Regions from separate parts of the Sminthopsis crassicaudata genome. Here region 1 is linked to region 2. The links are chromatin contacts, called in public Hi-C maps. All regions are on one chromosome and are shown on one strand. The core of a region is the stretch at or near the end of the contact, and the rest is flanking DNA. Distances in the headings are between cores, read along the strand shown. Region 1 holds the start of CFAP20 (cilia and flagella associated protein 20). Region 2 holds the start of MMP15 (matrix metallopeptidase 15).

Evidence for each region. Hi-C and Micro-C count contacts between places; a contact is called where the count stands out from the background.
Region 1: a contact with region 2 is called in a Hi-C map of hippocampus, with 5 times the contacts expected there. The contact joins the promoter of CFAP20 here to the promoter of MMP15 in region 2. A contact is called at or near these places in 2 of 2 Hi-C or Micro-C datasets (fibroblasts and hippocampus).

What each region holds. Positions count from the first base shown.
Region 1 is chr2:38,764,422-38,768,845 of ASM4859323v1, forward strand. CFAP20 (cilia and flagella associated protein 20) reads right to left here and starts at 2,495. Exons shown (of 6, transcript XM_074285899.1): 1 at 2,021-2,495. The coding sequence starts at 2,104. LOC141554218 (a long non-coding RNA gene) reads left to right here and starts at 2,493. Exons shown (of 3, transcript XR_012485798.1): 1 at 2,493-2,933; 2 at 4,271-4,402.
Region 2 is chr2:38,625,876-38,630,135 of ASM4859323v1, forward strand. MMP15 (matrix metallopeptidase 15) reads left to right here and starts at 2,422. Exons shown (of 10, transcript XM_074285887.1): 1 at 2,422-3,423. The coding sequence starts at 3,268.

The DNA of each region.
Region 1 (4,424 bases), core at 1,245-3,744, 140 kb after region 2:
AGCTCCCCTTCTCCCTGGATGCACCAGGACACTCTCCCTAGTTACCAGCTCCCCTTCTCCCTGGATGCACCAGGACACTCTCCCTAGTTACGAGCTCCCCTTCTCCCTGGATGCACCAGGACACTCTCCCTAGTTACGAGCTCCCCTTCTCCCTGGATGCGCCAGGACACTCTCCCTAGTTACGAGCTCCCCTTCTCCCTGGATGCACCAGGACACTCTCCCTAGTTACCAGCTCCCCTTCTCCCTGGATGCACCAGGACACTCTCCCTAGTTACCAGCTCCCCTTCTCCCTGGATGCACCAGGACACTCTCCCTAGTTACCAGCTCCCCTTCTCCCTGGATGCACCAGGACACTCTCCCTAGTTACGAGCTCCCCTTCTCCCTGGATGCGCCAGGACACTCTCCCTAGTTACGAGCTCCCCTTCTCCCTGGATGCGCCAGGACACTCTCCCTAGTTACCAGCTCCCCTTCTCCCTGGATGCACCAGGACACTCTCCCTAGTTACCAGCTCCCCTTCTCCCTGGATGCACCAGGACACTCTCCCTAGTTACGAGCTCCCCTTCTCCCTGGATGCACCAGGACACTCTCCCTAGTTACGAGCTCCCCTTCTCCCTGGATGCACCAGGACACTCTCCCTAGTTACGAGCTCCCCTTCTCCCTGGATGCACCAGGACACTCAACTTAGTTACGAGCTCCCCTTCTCCCTGGATGCACCAGGACACTCTCCCTAGTTACGAGCTCCCCTTCTCCCTGGATGCACCAGGACACTCTCCCTAGTTACGAGCTCCCCTTCTCCCTGGATGCACCAGGACACTCTCCCTAGTTACGAGCTCCCCTTCTCCCTGGATGCACCAGGACACTCTCCCTAGTTACCAGCTCCCCTTCTCCCTGGATGCACCAGGACACTCTCCCTAGTTACCAGCTCCCCTTCTCCCCGGATGCACCAGGACACTCTCCCTAGTTACGAGCTCCCCTTCTCCCCGGATGCACCAGGACACTCTCCCTAGTTACGAGCTCCCCTTCTCCCCGGATGCACCAGGACACTCTCCCTAGTTACGAGCTCCCCTTCTCCCCGGATGCACCAGGACACTCTCCCTAGTTACGAGCTCCCCTTCTCCCCGGATGCACCAGGACACTCTCCCTAGTTACGAGCTCCCCTTCTCCCCGGATGCACCAGGACACTCTCCCTAGTTACGAGCTCCCCTTCTCCCCGGATGCACCAGGACACTCTCCCTAGTTACCAGCTCCCCTTCTCCCCGGATGCACCAGGACACTCTCCCTAGTTACGAGCTCCCCTTCTCCCTGGATGCACCAGGACACTCTCCCTAGTTACGAGCTCCCCTTCTCCCCGGATGCACCAGGACACTCTCCCTAGTTACGAGCTCCCCTTCTCCCTGGATGCACCAGGACACTCTCCCTAGTGACAGGCTCCCCTTCTCCCTGGATGCACCAGGACACTCTCCCTAGTGACAGGCTCCCCTTCTCCCTGGATGCGCCAGGACACTCTCCCTAGTTACGAGCTCCCCTTCTCCCTGGATGCACCAGGACACTCTCCCTAGTTACGAGCTCCCCTTCTCCCCGGATGCACCAGGACACTCTCCCTAGTTACGAGCTCCCCTTCTCCCTGGATGCACCAGGACACTCTCCCTAGTGACAGGCTCCCCTTCTCCCTGGATGCACTAAGACACTCTCCCTAGTGACAGGCTCCCCTTCTCCCTGGATGATAAAAGCTTCACAAGGGGCCAGAACCTCAAGGATCCCCTCTCTACGATGGCAAAACCTGGATAGTTACACAGCGGCTTTCATGATATTTCCTCCGAGAGACCAAGCACCATTACCTCAATTTACAGACGGGGAAACTGAGGCACGGAGAAACACAATACTCCGGGAGGACTTTGGTAGAATTCTGGGAAGACAAGATTGTTGTGATGGGGGAGGGGGAGGAGTTGAAGTAGCCGAGAGGAGGAGGGGATGCACTAGAGGGGGCCGGGAGTACGCAAGGGCTGCCGGGGCCTCGCACCTTCTTGTCCCAGATCTGCAAGGGTTTGCTGCCGATGCTGTAGAGAATGGAGAGGAAGCCGCTCTGGAACGTGTTCTTGAACATCGCGCCGGCCTCTTCCTCCTTCGGGAACCCCCCCTCCACGGGGCCGGGCCGGCCTAGGCCCCGCGGCGGCTCCGCGCGGGGAGCGGGGCGCCGGGGCGGGTCAGGCTGCCGGGACTCTGCGTGCGCGGTCCGAGGGCCCTCCGCTCCGCCGCCGAGCCGCGTCCCACTCCGTCGCCTGCCGCCGCCGCTGTCACAGCCGCCGCCGCCGCCTCCGAGCCGCCTCCACAGCAACCGCCGGCCGCGCCGCCCGCTCTCCGCTTCGCACGACGACGCTCAGGTGGGGCGGAGCGCTGCGCGTCGAGATCCTTCCGCCGGGCGGCACTCCACTTCCGGCGCCCAGGGCGGCCCAAGACCTTCGGGGCCTGCCCCCGCCCCAGCCGGCGCGAAAGCAGCCCGGTTGCCAGGGAACTACTTTTTCGGCATTTGACCAGCTCGGCTCGGCCCGGGAGAGGGGAGAGCAGAGTTTGTTGTTGGCGCCTGCGTGGTACCATGGGAACCGCAGAGGGCGGGGCAGATGGAAACCCAGAGCAAGGTGGACACGCCCCCTGGTGGGGGAAGGAGTCCGAGGAGGAGGGAGGAGGAGCTAAGAGAGCCCTGAGTGACTGGGGAAGCCGGGAAGGCGTTCAGGAACTGTTAGAACTGGGAGTGTCCTCACCACTGACCGTCCCCCTCGGTGGAGGGGCGGAGAGACCCCGGAGTTCGAAGTCGGGAGGACTTGAGTTCCAGTTCCACCTAAGATGCTTCTTAGCCGAGTGACCCTGGGGAGCCACTGAAGCCGTTTCTTCCTCTGCAAAATAAGCTTCGTAGCACAGCCCTGGCTCCCAAGGGGGTAAGGAGCCTCTCTCCACCACTGTCTGGAGATGGGGGTGGGGAAATTACGGTTTTCTCCTCAGTAAATGCTTGGTGTGGATCCCTATTCCATATACCTGTGTACCTGTGGGTCACAGTAATTTCTTGGGCGGAAAGGGATGTCAAGAGTGGAAAAAATATCCTCTTTCTCAGCTCACCCCCGCCATGCTACACAGCCCAAGACCAAGGCTTCTCCCTTTCATGCTGCAGCATCTCATGTCGATTTCACCTCCAGAGCATCTCTTGTTGATTTCAGTTCTGTAACATCTGACAGCAACTGACAGACTTTCATCCCCTCCTGCCTAGACATTGCAATAGCTGCTGCAGGACCTGCCTGCCTGAATTCTCCCCTCCACCCCAATCTATCTTCCCCTAAAGTAGTTTTCCTAAAATTCAGGTCTGATCATGTCACACACACACACACACCACTCACCCACTCATGAATACCCTGGCTGCTTCCTCTCTTCATTTCTACCCACTGCCTTCAAGTCTCAACTAAAATCCCATTTTTTACAGAAAACTTTCTCCAATTCCTTTTCTAATACTTTGGTCTCTTCTCCCCCTCCCCCATTATATGTTGTCAAGATATCTGTTTTCCATAAGGCCCAGCAAGCAGGCTGTGCCCTGAATTTAGCACTCCTCTGGATGAGGAGCCACAGCAAAATCCCAGAAATATTTCTGATCATGAAGCCCTGCTAGAATCAAACTTAACGCACTGTTGCTTGTACCCCTCAGTGTCAGAGTGTTCAGTCACAAGTATAAGTTTTGAGATTTCCCCACATTGCCTCCGCCCTCAGTAGGAGCAGGGATACAGCATGTGTCTTTGCCTGCAAGCCTTTTCCCTCACTACTTAGTACCGCCTCTAGCACAGAACAGGCACTTAAAAAATGTCTACCGACTGATTCCCAATGCTGCTATTATCTCCATTTTACACATGAGGAAACTAAGATTGAGAATGGTTAGATATCTTAAGATCACAGCTAGTGGCTGTGGCCAAATATAAACTCAGATCTTCCTGACTTTGTTACCCACCACATAGCACTCATTACAGTGTGGTTCTAAACTTTCTCAGTGCCAATTTCCCCATCTATAACATGGGAATAATCAATCAATAAACATTTATTAAGTCCCTCTGTGTTCCAGAGACTGTGCCAAACACCAAGGATACAAAAAGAAGCAAAAAACAGTCCTCAGTCCTCAAGGAACTTACAATCTCTTAGCATACATTTCCCAGAGTTGTAGTGAGAATAAAATGAAATATTTAAAGCACTTTACAAACCTTAAAGTCTTTAGAAATGTTACATGTTATTTTTACAGAGGAGGAAACTGAGGAGCAAACTAAGTGATGACTAGTTTAATTCAACAACAAAGATCTGTTAATCACCTTTAATGAACAAGGCATTGTCATCTGTGTTGGAGTTTCAAAGGCAAATTAATACTGGACTTCAGGTAACTTTTATTCTACTGAGTG
Region 2 (4,260 bases), core at 1,172-3,671:
CCAGTTTCATATGGAAGAGCGATTCTATTTTAACCTAAATGATCAGAAGGGTGAGCCAAGCGGTGGAATTTGCCAAAAACTCAAATTTAAGCTTGATGTCCAGTGAGAAGAACCACTTTTTAATAAGAAAGCTATCCAAAGGGGGACTGAAGTTCCTCTGTAGGCAGTGAGGGTCCCCCTCTCTCTGGAGATCTTTGGGCAAAGGCTAGGTGATCACTTGGGTAAATTGTAAAAGGCTTCCCCCGCTCCCCAGACATGGGTTGAAGATCCCTTTCAGCTTGAAAATCCAGTGATTCTCCCAAGATATTCTTCCCAGTAGCTCCTTTTTCTGCCAACACTGCAGCTAAGCCACTTACCCTCTCGACTCATCCATGCATTTTCATATCTCAAGTGCTGCCCCAAGAATTTGCTCATCAGCTCCTGCCCCATTGAGCTAAACAGCCAGTAAGCAAGATCAAAATCCCACAGATGGGAGAGATCATTTAGAGGAAGGGAAAGTACGTGTAACATGCCTTGCTTTCCCCTCCTTGCGCTTTCATCCATGGATCACAGAGTTTTAAGCCAGAGGGGCCATCGAGCCCTTCATATAGGCATGTATTCCTTAATAGGGCATCTCTTGGGAAACACTAGGTACGTTCAGTGCCTTCCCTGCTCCCTTTGTTATTGATTGCCCAACCCTGATTGCTAAAAGTTTGTACCACACAAGTGTTTTGTTCCATTTCCCTTGAAAAATAATATCCTAGATTTGGAGCTGACCTCAGAAGCCAGCATCTTTTTATAGATGGGGAAACTGAGGCCTAGAGAGATCAAGCAATTTGGCCAAAATCACACAGTGAATAAGTGTCAGAGTTGGGATTTGAAGCACGTTCCCCTTCAAACAAGAAGTTCTCCTGGTTTTTGGAGACAGAGATGAGTTGCTTATATGTTGTCGCCTCCTCTGCCTAGGCAGGGCGTGGAACACTACAGAAACTCTGCTCCGCAGCATTTTCCTGCTCCTTGTCAAACATTTGGGAAATATTTAATTTGAAACTGACCTCCAAAAATTTACCTACACGTTTCCAATCCCTCTATAGATTGGCCAGAATGTCGAGTCTGTCGAGAGAAGTTCTGTCCCAGAAATATAAAAGTCATCCAGAAGAGAGTTAACTGGGAGCAAGAATTTCATCATAAAGAAGGACTTTGCAAACTTTTTTGACCCAAAGCCCTGAAGTACACTGTTTATGATATTCAAGGCCCCTCGTCAGCAGTACAAATGAACAGCTAGCTTCCATGGATCCAAATATTTTTCTCGATGTGGTTAATTTGGAATAAATGTTATTGTTAAAGATTAAAACCTATTTCTGTGGAACCTGGGAGCAGGAGGGGTCTGTTTCAAGATGGTTTCTGTGCGAATTGCAAAGGAAGGGACCGGATTTGGAAAGCTTATTTTACCAAAGAGCTGATTCCAAAGAAATCAAGGACAACTGTCTCCATCATCTCTTATTCCTCTTCATTAGAAGGCCCTGGGGGAGTAAAATTAGTCTATTTTTGTTATCTTGGGAGGAGCCCTAGCTAACAAGCATGCAGCAGAGCTTCAGGGCTCTGTGGTCTTTTTCTTCTTTTGACAGGTTAGTTTTAAACATACTCTGGAGGGGAAGAAAAAACATGATTTCCCAAACTCTCCCAGACCAGCTCCGGATTTAGGGAAGTGGCCGCTGCTGGGGACTGCCACATAAAAGGGGAATGCAGCTCAGGGCAGCAACGAGGAGCTTGTGGAAACTGACACCTGATTAAAAGGTCACACTTTCATGCCAAAAGCGAGGAGCCCAGAAGGTAGAGGAAGACGGTAAAAGTCTCTGCATATTGTCAAAGCGTCCAGGAGAAAAGGGGAGCCGGGTGGGGGGTGGGGCGGGGGGGGAGAGAGCGCTTTATCTGGCCAAGTTCTGTAATTTGCTACTACTGTTAGAGGCCCCTGGCCACCCCTGTGGGCGCTACAGGGAGGGGGCGGGCAGCCAGCCCCCGATTTGGGATATTTGGATGGGCAGATTCCTGGCTAGCCCTTTTTTGTATGTCTCCCTCTCTCTTCCCCCCCTCCCCGTCTTTCCCCCTCTCCTTTTCCAATGCTCGGCGGTGACTGCGCTGCACTTGAATTCGCAGCCCCCGATTCTAATTCCATCCTTGGGGTCGCGTCACCCCCGCCTGCCTCCGTTTCCTCATTTACGTTGGGACTAGCCACCGTAGTCACTGCTCGGTTTGAAGGGCAGCAAAGGTCGAGGGTTTTATTTTTTAAATCATCCCCGACGTTTCTCTCCCCCCAGAACCACACAGAAAAGTACCGGAGGGCTGCAGGAGGATGGGGGAGGGGGCGTTTCGTGAGTTTCTAGTTGAGGCCCCGCCCCTCTCGCTGGGCTCCCTGGGGATCCGGGTCAAACTATATCTCAGCACACTCTTCCCCCAGGTCTCGGGGGAAACTTGGAGGAGTTTTAGAGCCGAAAGGGGCTGAGGTGCGCGGGCTCCCGCCCGTCCACCTGCCTTTGGGGAAGCCCCGGACGCGGGGCCGAAGCAGCTCCGAGCGCCGCCTCCCAGGCCGGGCCGGCAGCCCCCTCCCCGCAGCCTGGCCGGCCGGCCGGGTGAGCGCACGGCCCCTTTAAGAGCCGCGGAGGAGAGGGAGGGGGTGGGGGAGCGGGCCCCGAGCGCAGGAGCTGGCTCAGAGCTGCGCCGATCCGGCCCCAAGGACGCGCGGCGCTCGCTCGGGCTCGGGCTCCCCCTGCCCTCCCCCGCCCCGCCGGACGCCGTGGGGGGCCCCCTCGCCCCATCCCCCTCCCGCAGACCCCGCCGCGGGGGGCGAGGTGCCCCGGGCACGGGGAGGGGGCGTGCGCGCCGCCTCCTCCGCGGGGCCCCGGGAGCGCACGCCTCCGCCTCGCCGGCCCCGGGCATGGACAGCAGCCGCAGGCGCGCTGTGCTGAGCCCAGGGGAGCGCAGCGGCTCCGGGCATCCCCGAGGCTGAACCCGAGACAAAGGCGGCGTCCGGCGGGGAAGGAGCCGGGAGAGCCTCCCGCACCCGGCTGGCCGTCGGGCTCGGCCCCTCGCCGTGCCCTCCGCCGGGCTCTCCGCGCCGAGCCTGGGAACTCGCCCGGGGGCGGGCTCCCGGGGGAAGAGGAAGGCGAGGAGCGGAGGGGTGCTCCCGGCCCCCGCGCTCTCGCGCCAAGTTTTCGGCCCCCCCCCCCCCCCCCCGAGGAAATCTCCAGCCGGGGCATCTTCCGCAGCCCGGCAGCCGGCCCCGCGAGCATGAGCGGCGGGAGCGGGGCCGGGCGGGGCGAGCCCCGGAGGCCGGGCCGCCCCGGGACCCTCCTGGGCACCAGGGAGCTGCTGCTGCTGCTGTTCGTGTGGCTGGGCCCCCTGAGCTGCACCGGGGTGGCCGGGGACAACGAAGTCAACGCCGAGGTCAGTAAGCACGCGCCCCTTGGGGGGCTCGCCCCTCCAGCCTCCCCATCCGCTTCCTCCTTCCTTCGCTTTGATTGTCTTCTTAGCTAAACTTTGCATCCTGCTCACCCCCCACCGCTCTTCCCGTGCTTAATAAATGTTTGCCTTGGGCTGATTCCCCCGGCCGTGGCGGAGGAGAGAGGACCCCCTCCCCGTCTGGAGGTGGCAGCTCCCTGGGTGGTGGCCGGCCCCCTGCGGCTGTGCCCGCTCAGCCCGGCCCGGCCCGCCTGCAGGGTCTCCTCGAGGGAACCGGCTGAGGGACATCCACTCATCCCGCCCTGTCCATTATGGGATTAACCTTCGGAGCTGGGCAGCCGCCTCTCTGTGCCCCTGTCCTGGTAGCCGGCAGCCAGTCCGGGCTGCCTCGCCTGCCGAGAAGGCCAAGTGCTCTCCTGGCCGAGGAGAAGGCCAGGCTCAGCCCGGGGCTGAGGAGCCGGCTGTGCTGGGCACTGGGGCTGGGGCTGGGCCAAGCTGAGCGGGGGTGTCTCCCTCCGGGTCTGGTGTAGCGCCTCCACAAAGGCCCTCCCCCTCAGCCCGGGGCTGGGCACCTGTAGTGTTCAGGGAAGAACCAAAGGGATGGCCAAGCCGTAAGCAAGGGGACTAGTGGTGGGGGACAAGGGATAGGAGGCATCCCAAGGGGAGGCTAAAAGAAGCCGGGGCCGAGAATCCCAGGGCCCCTGAATGCTGGGGAGCTCCCAAGGCTTTCCTGCAGGATTGGGGGGGCTGGAGTGACATGCGGAAGCTCTCACAACCCCGCCTTAGGGCCCAGGGCTCAGGGGCAGAGCCCTGCAGATGGCA